Linked DNA regions of Mus musculus: all the other regions are linked to region 5. The links are chromatin contacts, called in public HiChIP or PLAC-seq and capture Hi-C maps. All regions are on one chromosome and are shown on one strand. Each heading gives the region's core, a stretch centred on a gene start, on an enhancer-like site or on the middle of the called end of the contact. The rest is flanking DNA. Distances are from core to core; before and after follow the strand shown.

The links. HiChIP or PLAC-seq counts read pairs in DNA pulled down with a chosen protein or histone mark. Capture Hi-C pulls out chosen DNA fragments and counts their contacts.
Region 1: a capture Hi-C map of macrophages shows a contact between it and region 5, with 4 times the contacts expected there. The contact joins the promoter of Cd5l here to the promoter of Etv3 in region 5. A contact is called at or near these places in 1 of 39 promoter capture datasets (pre-B cells), 1 of 115 datasets of contacts at active chromatin or transcription factors (bone marrow-derived macrophages) and 2 of 9 other capture datasets (liver and macrophages).
Region 2: an H3K4me3 HiChIP or PLAC-seq map of bone marrow-derived macrophages shows a contact between it and region 5, with 6 times the contacts expected there. The contact joins the enhancer-like site here to the promoter of Etv3 in region 5. A contact is called at or near these places in 1 of 39 promoter capture datasets (embryonic stem cells), 1 of 484 Hi-C or Micro-C datasets (bone marrow-derived macrophages), 6 of 115 datasets of contacts at active chromatin or transcription factors (bone marrow-derived macrophages, embryonic stem cells and microglia) and 3 of 9 other capture datasets (adipose tissue, liver and macrophages).
Region 3: an H3K4me3 HiChIP or PLAC-seq map of embryonic stem cells shows a contact between it and region 5, with 3 times the contacts expected there. The contact joins the promoter of Lrrc71 here to the promoter of Etv3 in region 5. A contact is called at or near these places in 1 of 39 promoter capture datasets (embryonic stem cells), 3 of 484 Hi-C or Micro-C datasets (embryonic stem cells, group 2 innate lymphoid cells and nephron progenitors), 6 of 115 datasets of contacts at active chromatin or transcription factors (embryonic stem cells, large pre-B cells, memory CD8 T cells and 1 more) and 1 of 9 other capture datasets (embryonic stem cells).
Region 4: a contact with region 5 is called in an H3K4me3 HiChIP or PLAC-seq map of bone marrow-derived macrophages, with 3 times the contacts expected there. The contact joins the enhancer-like site here to the promoter of Etv3 in region 5. A contact is called at or near these places in 1 of 39 promoter capture datasets (pre-B cells), 1 of 484 Hi-C or Micro-C datasets (bone marrow-derived macrophages) and 6 of 115 datasets of contacts at active chromatin or transcription factors (acute myeloid leukemia, bone marrow-derived macrophages, embryonic stem cells and 2 more).

Annotation. Positions count from the first base shown.
Region 1 is chr3:87,356,515-87,359,216 of GRCm38.p6, reverse strand. Cd5l (CD5 antigen-like) reads right to left here and starts at 1,336. Exons shown (of 6, transcript NM_009690.2): 1 at 1,188-1,336. The coding sequence starts at 1,215.
Region 2 is chr3:87,273,119-87,275,880 of GRCm38.p6, reverse strand. No RefSeq gene overlaps it. Among named protein-coding and RNA genes, the nearest start is that of Fcrls, 11 kb to the right of the region's middle. Within about 2 kb of position 1,305, at least 12 of the 459 cell types and tissues checked have an H3K27ac peak or open chromatin away from gene starts, as enhancers often do. A contact at or near this core is called in bone marrow-derived macrophages and microglia, where this site is marked.
Region 3 is chr3:87,747,047-87,749,916 of GRCm38.p6, reverse strand. It overlaps Lrrc71 (leucine rich repeat containing 71), which reads left to right and starts at 1,294. Exons shown (of 15, transcript NM_028971.1): 1 at 1,294-1,612. The coding sequence starts at 1,453. Pear1 (platelet endothelial aggregation receptor 1) reads left to right here. Exons shown (of 25, transcript NM_152799.2): 25 at 1-820.
Region 4 is chr3:87,298,672-87,301,512 of GRCm38.p6, reverse strand. Gm31879 (a long non-coding RNA gene) reads right to left here. Exons shown (of 3, transcript XR_375779.2): 3 at 606-709. Among named protein-coding and RNA genes, the nearest start is that of Gm31879, 9.8 kb to the right of the region's middle. Within about 2 kb of position 1,417, at least 4 of the 459 cell types and tissues checked have an H3K27ac peak or open chromatin away from gene starts, as enhancers often do. A contact at or near this core is called in bone marrow-derived macrophages and microglia, where this site is marked.
Region 5 is chr3:87,524,294-87,526,993 of GRCm38.p6, reverse strand. Etv3 (ets variant 3) reads right to left here and starts at 1,416. Exons shown (of 5, transcript NM_001083318.2): 1 at 1,335-1,416.

The DNA of each region.
Region 1 (2,702 bases), core at 87-2,586, 170 kb after region 5:
GCCTTCTGATGTTGACTGGAGGGATGAGGGCAGTTGTCACAGATCTGAGGACTTTCTGAAGGAAATGAGACTTCAGGTGAGACCTTGAAGGCTCAACAGTAATCCACAAGAGGCAAGGCTAGTGTTGGTTTCTGCATGGTTGTAGAGATGTTTAAGATGTGGTAAAGACCCTTCATCAGACATATATGTCTGAAGCGGAAAGAACAGTGTAGGCTTTAGTGATGCTTTCAGTAATCAAGATACTAAAAATGGATGACACTTATAGGGTAGCAGATCAGCAGACATCACTGGCTATCACATATTAATCACATTATTAAAAGGCTTCTAGAAGGGCATGAACTTGTAGTCCTAGTACTGGATAGACAGAGGAGGGAGACTCCCCAGTGCTCATCGGCCAACCAACCTAGACTGATTGGCCAACTCGGGCCAATGGAATGGTCTCAAAATAAGGTTAACCAGCAACCCAAGTTTTCCCTCTGTTATACACACAAACACACAGACAACATACAAAATCCTTTTTAAAACTTTTTAGGATTTTAACTTCATCTTTACTTTAGAGAGCAAAACTTCAGTGAAGTATGGTAACCTAGAAATTCAGTTAAGAGCCATGACTAAAAATACATGTTTCTTTGCAATTCAAAACTCTAGATTATCCAGTATCTAGACTGACCTTGGGAAAATTAGAGAACCCTGTGAATCATTTCCAGAGGATGCTAGATTAATAGACTAATGAGAGATGGTTATTTTGCAACTCTACTTTCTTTCTTTCAATAAAGACTTTTAAAAAGATAGGGAAAGGATGTTGTCAAAGTCTTATTACAAGAAACAAAATACTCTCAAGGGGTAACTGTGAGCTAGCCAAGCAGATCCCCTGAGAGATGTCCTTTCTCTCCTTGCTCTACCTCACTTCTACCCAACATCCAGTCATTTTTTTAATTGTACATGTGTGTCAAAGGAAAATTTGTGTAGATATAAGGAAATAGACAGAAATCTGACAATCAAGGCAAACTCCAAATATGGCTTTAGGGGGCTTTCTAAGGTTTAGAATAAGTTACCATATATAGAAAACTGCTTTTGAAAGATGCCTGAATCAGGATTGGAGAATATCCTCCTAGTAACATCTCCAGAAAGCCCCAGACACTTGCCTCCTCTGTGACAAGATTAGCCACAGAAGCAGGGACACTCACCCAGCATCAAGTTGAACAATGGAGCCATGGCCCAGGCAGCTGACGATGGAGTGGTGAGACAGGCTGTAGGCCTCAGGCAGTGGTATTTGGTTTGAACACTAGAATAAGGAAGAGAGGCAGGTCCTGTGTGCAGTAGGAGCTTTATCAAATGACCAAAGGCCCAGGGGGTGGGACTGATAGAGCCAGATGTGCTGAGTTCAGCATGGCCAGAGGAAGGGAGGTGACTGAGTGGCCAAGATCCTGAAAAAATGTGGGTGGAGGGAGGCTTTCTTATCATGATTTCATCATACTGAAAGCCTAACTCAACCTGTCTCTGCTTTAGTTTCTGCTCTATGTTAATGAAGAAACAGTCTTCCTAAGGGAAGGTAGATACCCCAGTACAGTCCTCTTTCATTAGAAGCCTAGACCATATTTAGCCTCCATTGAGGGTCTGTGGGGCAATGACTTGACTTCCAAATGTAAGTCACGATTGTGGCATCTATCTCTGTTTTTAGGGATGGCTTTCCTACCTTCAACCAGCTTCCCGAGTGCTGGTCAGAAGCCTAACACATAGTCTGCTTGCTCTCCTAGGGTTTGCTAGTTGTACCCATCTTTGCAACTTGGATGGCCACAAATCCCTGTGGTGAGGGACAGACATCCTTCACTAAACTCAGGTGTTCTTCCAGTCTAAATTATGTTAAAAAACAAATTGAGCCGCATATCCATCAGGATGCTCAGCCCTCTCAAGTCCTCCATTATTAAGCACACCTGCCCTTCAAGAGCTAATTTAGTGGCACATAAAGCTTCAAGCATGGATATAACCTTGGCTCTTTCTAGCAAAGTAAGCTTTCCCCGATGGTGGCATAGCTTAGATTACTTAGCGTGAAACTTGGTTTACCATGGGGTTTAGTTTTAGTCCTTTATCTCTTTGTTTACTTATTTAAAAAAATAGTAAAAGAAGATAATAGTGTCAGTCAGTTCAGAATGGGAAGCCGACACATAATTCAGGGTTTCCTTTGGATGGAAAGTTTATTAAAAAGAGAAGATGCTAAGACCACGAAGGGGCCTTGAGGTGGAAGGGAGAACATTCGAAACAATCATATGAGGATCTAAACTTGATGGAACCTTACAGTGAAGGAGAGGTTTCCCTTTAAAACTTGGAGAAGTTCCATTATGAGTGAGATTGGGGGTGGGGGAGCGGGGCGGGGTTGAGACACTGACAGGGCATGGTGGGAGGAGGCAAAAGGAGCCTGCACAATACCTCTATGAGAAACTCCTTGTGAGGAGGCTCAGGCCCACCCCAAGAACAAAGGAAAGGTCTATCATTCTATAGCCTCTGAGGAGTAGCAGGAAGTCCTACATCACATGAGTTAGTTCATCACAGCAGAGGTGACAAAGGGCATGGAAAGCTGTCAAGTCACAGAACACACTGTTTCTTAACCCTGTCCCAGAGAAAGCTGCATGGCGTTACATGATACAGGCTTTGGGGTCTGGTCTAAAGGTGCAGGCCCATGTTCTAACAATCGTTTTCTCCAA
Region 2 (2,762 bases), core at 56-2,555, 250 kb after region 5:
CTGTACTTGATACTCTCATACAGATGAATGCACAAATAATAAAAACAAATGCAAATATTAACTGGTGAAGTGTTAACTAAGCACAGTGGGTAATTGTTAGATTTTCAGGAAGGGATGGAAAAAGAGGAAGTTAGAAAAGATCTGAGAGGAATCTTCTTTATGCGTGAAGAATACTGTACGGGGCTGAAGAAGAGGCTTCAGTCTCAGCAGACAGGTGTACCCACTCTTAAATGTTTCCAGAGTATGGGAGAGGTTCTACATCACAGAGCAGCAGGCTTGGTTAGTATGTGATCTGTGCTAAGTGCCTGCAGTCATTGCCTGCATCTCCTTCCCAGATAGCGGGAGTAAGGGGAACATTCAGCTCTTTCCTAGAACAGTGAATGTCCGTTGGTCATCCCTAGCATTGCCTGGAGGGAAAGGAGGCTGCAGGGAGTATTCTCATATCCCCGGGCCCTCTGGATGGAACGCAGAAGGCCATGGTTCTAAGCTACATCTTTAGCAGTATTCTGGACTTGATGTGTACTATAGTTATAGAAAATACTACTGACATGCAGCAGGTTGGGCAGAAGGTACATGGAACTTTGTGCTTTTTAAATAATTTGCCCAAATTTATAATTATAAATTTTTAAAAATGAAACTAAATGTGCAGCAATCAGAAGGGCCGCTACACAGAGAAGCACTGTCTTGAAAAGAGAAGATTGGTAACAATAAGCCCACCTTAAATAGGAATTGTAGAATGCCTTAATGTCAGGGATGAAAAAGAGATGTTCTATAGAGACAATGGCATATATTCATAACCAAATTCACTCACCTATCACATTACCCTAAGGGCAGTATGCAAATCTTTTAAATCTCTGCTATAAAGAACAAAATTCAGCGGGGCAGGTGGCACACGCCTTTAATCCCAGCACTCGGGAGGCAGAGGCAGAGGCAGGCGGATTTCTGAGTTCGAGGCCAGCCTGGTCTACAAAGTGAGTTCCAGGACAGCCAGGGCTACACAGAGAAACCCTGTCTCAAAAAAAATAAAATAAAATAAAAACAATCAAAAGAACAAAAGTCAAAATGCCCAATAGTGAATTACAGATACAATTTAATATACATATTAAAAAATGCAAACTATCATATAAAAAGATTGTATGTGGAAAATTCTAGAATATTTGCCTGAAGCCAAATGTAAACTGTGACCAACCAGATTAAACACATACTACAACTACGAAATCTTCAAATGGAAGTTACACAGTAACAACAAAGTGATTACTGCAGATAAACAAATAAGAGAGGAAACAGCTTAGCATTTCCCCAGGCCACAAAAACCACAGGCCCGAGTGGCAAAAGAGGAAGACAGGAAGAAAGGCTGCATAAAGCTATTAGAAAACTGCACAAAAATGGCAGAAGTAAGTCCCAAGAGTCCCAAGATCTCTACCTAAAGGAAACAAAATCAGGTAATGGACTAACCACAAGACCAACTTTATATTGTCTGAAGATATGAGCTTTGCCTGAAAAGACACATAAGCTAAAGGTGAAGGCGTAGAGAATCACACGCAAGTGAGAAGAACCAGAAGCGAGTCTGGAGACTTATAACTGATGGGCCAGACTTCACATTTTACATGTGCTTTATAAAAAGAGCGGGAAAAGGTAAGCTGTGGCCTGACACCTGTAAAGATGTCAACTCATTAAGACAAGAGAATGTAACAATGATAAGTATATATTCACTCAATGTCAGAGAATCCAAGTATACACAAGAAATGTTAGATCTAAAGGAAGGCCTGGGTTGTAATATAAACAGTACACGTACTGGTCCATTTGTTTGTTTGTTTGCTTTGCTTTGTTGTTGTTGTTGTTGTTGTTGTTGTTGTTACTGTTTTCCAAGCTAGACCCAATCTTGGGTCATCTGAGAAGAGGGAACCTCAAGTAAGGAAATGTCCCATCAGATTGGCCTATAGGCATGACTGTGGAGGTGTTTCCTTGATCAATGGCTGATGTAGAAGAGCCCAGTCCACAGTGGGAAGTGCTGTTGCTGGGCAGGTGCTCCTGGAGTGTCCAAGAAAGCAAACTGAGCAAGCCATGGGGAACAAGCTGTAGTAAATAGCATTCTTCTATGACCCCTGCTCCGGATCCTGTTTCCAGGTTTCTGTCCTGAGCTCATGTCCTGACTTTTCTTCATGAATGCTGTAAGTTATAATGTAAAATGAACCCTTTCCTCCCCAAGTTGCTTTTGGTAGTTAGTGTTTTATCACAGCAACAGAAATCTAGCTAAGATAGCAGGAGGCTTCAACATCCTATGATCAGCAATTGAAACAGTATCCAGACATTAAAACCAACAAAGAAAGAACACATACAAACTCTACTATAACACCATGTAACAGGCATTTGCAGAATATTCCACCAAAACCAGCATGACACGTGTTCTTCCCAAGTGCACATGAGACATTCTCCAGATTGGACCCACTAAGGCCACAAACCAGTGGACAAACTTAAGGATCTCTAAGCCATTTCAAGCGTCTCTTTGGAGCACAATGGAATACAATTTGGGGAGAGTTGTTAGAAGAACTAAGAGACCTTTCAAAATGTACAGAATTCAAGCAATATGCTCCTGAGTGGCTAGTAGCATTTAAAACTTAGAGATAAGTTGAATAGAAACAAAACATATCAAACCCTGCAGGAAACAACACCAAAAAACTTCTAAACTGGACCTGGTACCACATGTCTCTCACCTCAGCCCTTGGCAGGCTAAGGCAAAGTGATGACAATTTTAAGTCAAG
Region 3 (2,870 bases), core at 45-2,544, 220 kb before region 5:
TTTAGATCGATTTTTTTTAAAAGTATGTGTTGGGTACCTTTTCTGTGTGTATGCTCAGGCAGGCTGTGTGTGTCTCTAGTTGGCTTTAGAGGGAGTCAGGTATAGGTTCTGCCTTCTGCACTTTCCATCTTATCTAGTAGTCAGCTTCCAAGCTTAACTAGTTAGAGCTCCACCAGCAGCAGGCCCTAACTACCTGCCTGCCCTTCACCCAGTAATCCTCCATGTCTTTGCTCAGAGGATTGCTCCCCGACTCTGGTGTTTGTCCTCCTGGTACGCCTTGACGGTCCTGCAGTCTCCCTTTCCCGTCTCGCTTCATTCTTTCCCAGAATGAAGGCTGTCTGCCACCCTACTTCCCAGCCCAGGAATTGGCACATCTAAGTTCAGCCTTCCTAAGTTACCCGTTGAGTCCTGCTTGCCCTTCACATATTCCACAGAACACCCACCCCACATCTGCTTCATAGCTACTCTCTTCTCCACGTACCCACAGAAGGCAGAAGTGGTACCAGGCAAGAAGATGGGATTGTTGCATTTTGTTTTGTTTTTGAGACTCTGTCTCACTATGTAGTCCTGGCTGGCCTGGAACTCAAGAGCTCTGCTTGCCTCTGCCTCTTGAGTGCTGGGTTTAACGGCTCAGGGTCACATGCACAGCTCAAGCTGCACTCCGATGTGCTTTCCCCTGTTGCTAGATTAGCGTCTGCCTCCCCCTAGTGGAGAGGCTGATCGCCAGCTCTCTGATGCAGGACTCTGGTGTTTAGGCTCACTCACTATTGGTTTCCTTGGCACAGGGTAGTCACTCAATAAATGTTCCTCTAAAAGCTGAGTGGCTGAATCAAAGTACCAGCAATACCGTGTCCCCAGTGTCCCCCAGAGCCTAGTTTGGAGCTCTCCTCAGAGATAGAGTCTCAGCAGAGAGCAGCATCCGTGCTGCTGTGGTACTGAATGAGGAGCCAAGCAACTCAAAGGGGCCCGGGATGGCGAAATGGTAAAGATGGGACCTCCTAGATCAAACCAGCAGACAAGCCTCCAGACCTCCAGGGAGCTGAGGAGAGCTGGCAAAGAACTCAGCATAGCCCGAGCCCTTACCACTTGGGCCCTTCACAAGGCACTCTCTCTCCCCTACAACCTTCTAGCTCAGTGCGTTGTCCTCTCCCCCCACAACCTCCTCTGCGAGTACAGAGAGTACAGACCATTAGGGCCCTAGCTGCACTGCCCTAGATTCCACGCATCTATGCCCTACGCCTAGCCACGCCCACTGGCTCTGGCTCTGGCAGAGTCAGGGGCCTCCACGTGCACTCTTTGCCCGTTGCTCCGGCCACAGCCCCACCCAATCAGGCTGGGTTGCCCTGGAGAGGGCAGTCGCGGAGTCGCTTGGCTGAGTGGAGATCCTAGGGGTGAGGCCCACAGAGTCCCGTTTCATCTTGCCTCTCACTCGAGGGGTCCAAAAGCACCCCTATGTCAAGTGAGCCAAGCACTACAGGGACCTCACCCAGGACTCCGCGTCCTGGGGCCCAGAAGTCATCCGGAGCAGTAACCAAGAAGGGGGATCGGGCTGCTAAAGATAAGACAGCAAGCACCCTGCCCCCGGTGGGAGAGGACGAGCCAAAAAATCCGGGTATGCTGGCGGGGCAGGGCTGGATTAATTGGACTTGACGTTTTCTTTTTTTTTCTTTTTTAAAATTAAAACTGGTCAGCAACTTGCTCTACAGACTAGGCTGACCCCGAACTCAGAGGTCTACCTATCTCCTCCGAGATCAAATGTGGATCAGCACATCCCACCTCCTCAGGGGTTGGTCTTAAAGAGTACACATTGCCTGGGGAAGCTGACGTGCACTGTAAGATGTGACAAGATAGGTCAAAGAAGGCTGAGGCAGTGGTGAGAAGATCCCGTGGGGCTGTGGGAAGGTTTAGGAACACAGCTCTATGGATATTCATTTAGACAACAGTTACTTTTGAGTGTCTTCTCTGTGGCCATGGTCACAGTTGTGCTTTGGCACGCTTAAAGAAAACTATTAAAGTTGGATTAACAGGACCATTGCTTCTCATGTTGCAAGGGACAGAACTCAGTTTGAACCAATTAAGCACAAAAGGGAATGTATCAGAAGGCATCTTGATACAAATTCGATGCTTTTGTTATTAAAGAGGGTCAGGACCCCGTTTTCCTTGCAATGGAAATAAAACACTGGGAAAAGATGCTGCCGGTCTGCCTTTTGCCAGGTGCTGTTTTCCTGTCAGCGCTAGTGCCCAGGGATAGGCAGGGTATAAGGAACTGGAGAAAAAGCATCTTTCATAGGGAAGACAGATAGGCCAGGGTTTGCTGGGCACAGAAAGCCCACACACATACTTGTGATCCCAGCACTCGGGGTACTGAGGCAGGAGGCACTAAGTTCCTTATAGAACAATACATCAAGACAGTGTGACCCAAGGGAGTAAAAGAGAAAAAGAAACGCTGGCTGTGCATGGAGGAGATGGGAAACAGAGATAGGGGCAGCAGAAAGGTGAGTGTGACTCTGAGTAGCCCAGTCCAGGGACGGTGATCATCGGCACAGGACAGTGAAGGTTTGAGAGGGTGTGTTAGGCTCCTGGGAGATGGAGTTGGTGAAGGATGAGGGGGATGGAGAGTCACCCTGCACTGCATGACCGAGTCCCAGGTTTCTAGCCTGGGATGCTAGCTGGGTGGAGATGTGGGAAGAAAGCTGGGAGAAGGGCCGTCCAGTGGCGGGCCTTCAGGTTCGAGGCTCAGCAGGAATGAGAAGTGGCAGGGTGACTACTTTGGGAACTTCCAGGGTGCTGGGATGTTCAAACCTGAGACTCTCTAAGATGGGTCAGAACTCTGACTGAAGAAACACAAAGCAGAAGGCTCTAGCAAGGAT
Region 4 (2,841 bases), core at 168-2,667, 230 kb after region 5:
ACAAAGGGAAAGATCACACCTAGATGACAGGGAAGCTCACACCTTGCTGTTTCCTCGGAAAAGTGTTGGGCAAATTTGCTTGCCTTGACTAAAAGCTGTTCCTTGCAGTCACTCAGAGCTGACACCCAAGTTTGTGAAATGAGTTGCCAGGTTTTTACCACTCTGAGGCTTCTTATTATGAAGTGAGGATCTTAGCATTCATGGACAGTAAAATCAACCAGCTGGGACTCTGTGGGGTTTTTTTTGTTTTGTTTTGTTTTTTGGTTTGGTTTGGTTTTGAGGTTTTTGTTTTGTTTTGTTTGTTTGTTTTTTGACAGGGTCTCACTATGTTTCCCTGGCTGGCCTGAAGCTCACCATGTAGAGCAGGCTGACCTTGAACTCACAAGAGATTCATCTGCCTCCTGTTTTGAGTGCTGGGATTGAATGTGTGGGCCACCATGCCCTGTTCTGTCCTTTTTTTTTCCTTTTCTTTTTTAAATGTGTATTAATGTTTTCACTTTACTTAATTCTGTGTAGTATGTGCATGCTTGGTGACTATGAAGTCCAGAAAAGGTGTCAGATCCCTTGGAACTGGAGTAAGAGGTAGTTATGAGTCCCCTGACTCATGTGGGTGCTGGCAACCAAACTCAGGTCCTCTGCAAGAGCAGTACTCACTTTTAACCTCGAAGCCATCACTTTAGCTCCAATGATTAGATTTCAGAAAGATCCCCTGGAGAAGAAAATAAATATTGTAGTATACAGAGATGTTTCCAGCAGTGCATGGTGAGCTGAGCTGTATGAAGCATAAATATTGATCTCAATGCACAGCAAAAGTCAGAAAGCAGCATAGAGGAAGACACAAAACAAACATCTGGGTGGGGATCCACACACAAGAATCATTTACAGATTTGTTCCAATAAATCTTTAAAACTCCTCTCTCATCAGGGAGTGGAGAATTTAGCAATACATCAGCGGCAATACTGCAGGTTTAAGTTAACAAACTTATACTGTTGATGATGCTCAGGTTTCTCCCTTTGACCATTGATGGGAAGCCCTTGCCCCAGTCATCTACAGAAGCTCACTGAATGCAGAGACGTTTGTGTCAATTAGTTGAATGGGCCATGAGTAAATAGGATATCTAAAAACAAAACAAACAAAAGCCAGGAGAGAAAAGCAAATTAATTTCCCTATGTCTCCAAGAACTGCATTCTGCAAACTTCCCTGTCTTCATACATTGTGATGAGCAGTTATGGCCTCACACCTTTAGATGACTTCTCTGCCAGCCTTCTTCAGCCTCAGGGAATTGATTCCCTGTTTCAGAATAAAAAGCAAGCCAGGCATACAGGTATCTCAGTAGCCACTGCAATCAGAAGCCAGTCCTAGTCCCCATGCAAAGGCACCATGGAGTGCCTGTCTTCTCCCGCAGGCCTCGAACTTCCTCATATCAAGCAATATTTTTAGAGCAAACAAGTGCCAAGTGCAGACATCTGAGGACACGGGGGAGGCCACAATAGCGGGAAATAAGTGACATGGATTTCAGCAGCCTCTGCCATCATCATTGTCATCCCGGTCAGTGTGTCACAGTGCAGCAGGAATTGAAATGCTCTAGCATCCATTCATCTGTCTGTCTGTCTGTCTGCCTGTGCCTGCCTGCCTGTCTGTCTGTCTGTCATCTATCTATAATCTATCTACCATCCATCTATCATGTATCATCTATCTATTATCTATGATCTATCATCTATCTATCTATTTATCTATCTATCTATCTATCTATCTATCTATCTATCTATCTACCTATCTATCATCTATTTCTATCTCTGTTTTTTGCTTTTCAAGGTAGGGTTTTTCTCTTTGGCCCTTGCTGTTCTGGAACTCACTCTATAAACCAGGCTGGTCTTGAACTCAGAGATCTGTCTGCAAGCCTCTGCCTCTCGAGTGCTGGGATTAGAGGTGTGTGCCATCCATGCATGGTTGAGAAGCTCTCTTTAAGGGAAGTCTAGCTCTACCACAGTTTGCATATCAAGTTCTTTACTCCACTTATGGGCACTTTAAACTTTCTAGGGCAGTAGATCTCAACCTCCCTGATGCTGTGACCCTTTAATACAGATCTTCATGTTGTGGTGACCCCAACCACAAAATTATTTTCATTGTTACTTCTTAACTAGCAACTGTAACTTTGCTACTGTTATGAATCATGGTATCTGTGTTTTCTGATGGTCTTAAGTGACCCACGAATGGGTCGTTCAAGGTCACAGCCTACAAGTTGAGAACCTCTGGGTAGCGTCACTCACTACTCAGGACACAGAGAATCACAGACTCTCCATTCCTCCTGAGGAACAGCACCACACAACCTCCCAAGAGAAGTCTTCTTAAGTCATCTATTTTATGACCTTGTTTTCCCTCAGGCTTGATGTGCTCAAGAACAGCATGACAGTGCCCCATGTCACAGTCCCTCCTACCTGTGCGCTTTCCTAACTTCCTTCTCCCTTACCTTTGTTGGGCTTATGCTTTCCCCCCAAATTGTCAACAATTTACCTCCTATTCCAGGCTGAGTTTTAGAAAACACAGACTATTGTACTATTATATTCCCTCTGGCATTTTCTTTTTTAAACCTAAATTTGAATTTCTGCCACTCACAAGAATCATAACTTATCAAAACCAAATATAGATGTCTTGACCTCTGTCCATCACATTTTATAATTTTTCTTTGTGGCATATATCAATTATAATTCTTAATAGCTGTGGTGGTTTGAATAGCTATAAACCCCTAGAGTCTTGCAAAATATTTGATCACACTGTGACCCCCAAGATTGTGTTGTTTCCTGGGAAAACCTGTTTCTAGTCCTGGTGTGGCTCCACCTT
Region 5 (2,700 bases), core at 167-2,666:
TAATATCTGCTTTCTTCCTTGTGACCAACCGACCCTCCGACATAAGAGAGGGAAGGGAACAGTGAAAGAAGTCCAAAACGGCAGCAAAAGCAAGCCACACAGTTTGTTTTCTGTTGGTAGACAAGCCCAGATGCCAAGATACACAAGCCTGAATTCACCCAGACACACCAACTTAAGAAGTGGGAGAAAAAAAAAAATCCAAATCCCCTATTCAAAAAGGAACATCCGATCCTACGTATTTCTTGAATTGTGTGAGAAGGACATCTTCCAGTCAGAAACTGGGCTCACCTTCCAACAGTATTCTGAGATACAGAAAGTAAACATGTCCTGTGTACAGCCACTCCATACAAGAAACATGTCACTTTCCTAAAATTTTGTGAAAAAAAATGTTATGCCATCTACTTAACAGGGAAATAAAAAGGGTAAAGTAGGTACTTCAGATCGCCTGGCCGGTGGAGGAAGGCATCTTGCTAGGATCTGAATTCATTCCATGCAGATTTATAGTTCCTCAATAAATTTCCCGTTCCCAGCAGCAGACAGCTTTGTGTCAGTCCTTCAGCGAATAGGAGGAGAGGGTGAAACTGACCGGGAATGACGGAGGAGGAGAGACCTGACTTACTCTCATTACCCTGCAGGGTGGACAGCCCCCGGCACCAACCAGAGCAGGTCTGGAGCAACTGCAGGTGCTTCAGAGGCCCCAGGGTGGGGTGGGACAAATTCCTAATCTTGGAAATTTCATCTAACCTAGAATTCCTCTAGGTGTTCTGCATTTTCGTTGACGACAAATACACTAAGGAGAACAGTAAGTTTCAGTCCATGACAACCCTCGGGATCCAGGAGCTGACAAATGGCTCAAGGAAAGAGGCAACAGACAGACAGTGGCACACACAGGATATACACAAGTAACAAGGCACCAGGGCTGGGCAGAGCTTCCTCTCCCATTTCCGTGATGATGGGGTTGAAGAGACACCGATTTCTCCAAGGCTCTGGGACACTGTCCGGGACTAACTCCTACCCTGCGCTGTCGGATCGCAGGGCCCTTTCCCTGCTCCAGAACACCCTTCAGCCTGGTGTCCGTGGGCTCGCGCTGGCCGACGCCCGAGCCGGGCACCCTCTCCTCGATCCTCCGGCCCCCGATGTGCCCATCCAGCCCCTCGGAGCCCGCAGGCGCGTCTGCAGGTGTTCGCGACTCCCCCAGGGCGCTCGGTCACCCTCCCGGCCTGCGGCGGGGCTCGCCGCTCCCGCTGGTCCGCAGCGGCTTCCACGGCCGCCCTCATCCGCGTCCCTTCCGTCCTGCCCGCGCGGGCCGCGACCGCCGACGCCACCAGTCTCACCTCTCCGGCGCCGTCCGTCTCCACTCGGGCTCCTCCGCGGCAGCTCGGGCTCCTCCTCATCCACCCAGAAGGAAGTGACTCCGCGGCGGCTTTCGTCACTTCCACTCTGGGCCAGGGTGGGAGGGGGCGGTGTCGTGAGCGGCACGGCTTCCGCCCAGAAGGTACCGGTGCCCCTCCGTGGCTCGGAGGCCGCGGGGCTGGAACCCTCTGCAGAAGGAAGGCTCTTCCGCGCTGACAGGAGCACAGGAGCTTCAGAGGCACGTGCGAAGTTGGCCTTGCCTTGCACTGTTCCATTTTTAGTCCTGATCTGCCTCGTCCAAGTGTTACAGCGTGCACGACTTTGCCATTCAAACACCGCTCCCCCCTCCCTTTCCCTTTGCCTTTTGTTCCCGATTAAGCAATTACAATTTTGTCCCAGACAAATTTTGTTCAAGAGTTAGTGATAAGGGATGTGAAATCAGCTTCCGTAATTCCAAATGGTTCCCAGCCCTAGTTTCCCTCCAGAGGCAGTGTTGGGACCAGTAAAGGTTAAGTGGATGAGAGTGAAAAGTGGTGAAAAGTGGGGGAAGGCGAAGATGAGAGGCAGAATTGAAGTCTTCATCGAGTGCACGAGTGCGTAGCAACAACTTTATGCAATCACAACCTTTCCCTCCTGGGAACGACACAGAACATGGAAGTCTTACCATGATTTGTATCAAAGGTTGGCTTCTAGCTTTGGATATGCCTATTAGCACCTCCCTTCCCAGACTGGCCAATGAATTTGTAATTATCTCATGCTGTACTTGTGTGTGTAGGATTATAGGTATATACTACCACAACTGGCCTTCTGGCTTCTACTACTGTTTTGTTTGTTTTGCCAGAGGTCTTGACAATGTATCTCTGACTGCCCTAGAAAGCACTATGTAGAGACCCAGGTTGGCCTCGAACTCACAGAGATCTGCCTGCCTCTGCCTCACACTTGTTGGGATTAAAGATATGTGTCACAATGCAAGACTAATAATTGATAGTTCTTGAGGTCTTGAGATAAGTTCAGTACTCAGTATGGCCTAAGGTTACCTTACCTGCTTAAAAAGGAAGGACTAGTGTTGGTGAGGTCTAGTTTTCCCGCCCCTTCTAGTTTGAAAGTCAGTAAAATGAACAAAATTTAAATACCATTGAGAGGATTAGAAATATGAGCACTCTGAGCATAGAAATTGCTTTATAATGGTTTCCATCTTCTGTCCAGTCTAGAACACCATTTTCTATGTTTGGGTCTACAGAACAAATGCTAGGGTTTAGCCGAATCAGCAGTTCTCGACCTGTGGGTTGACCCCCTTTAGTAAGCCCCTATGTCTAAACCTATTTACATTGCAATTCATAACAGTAG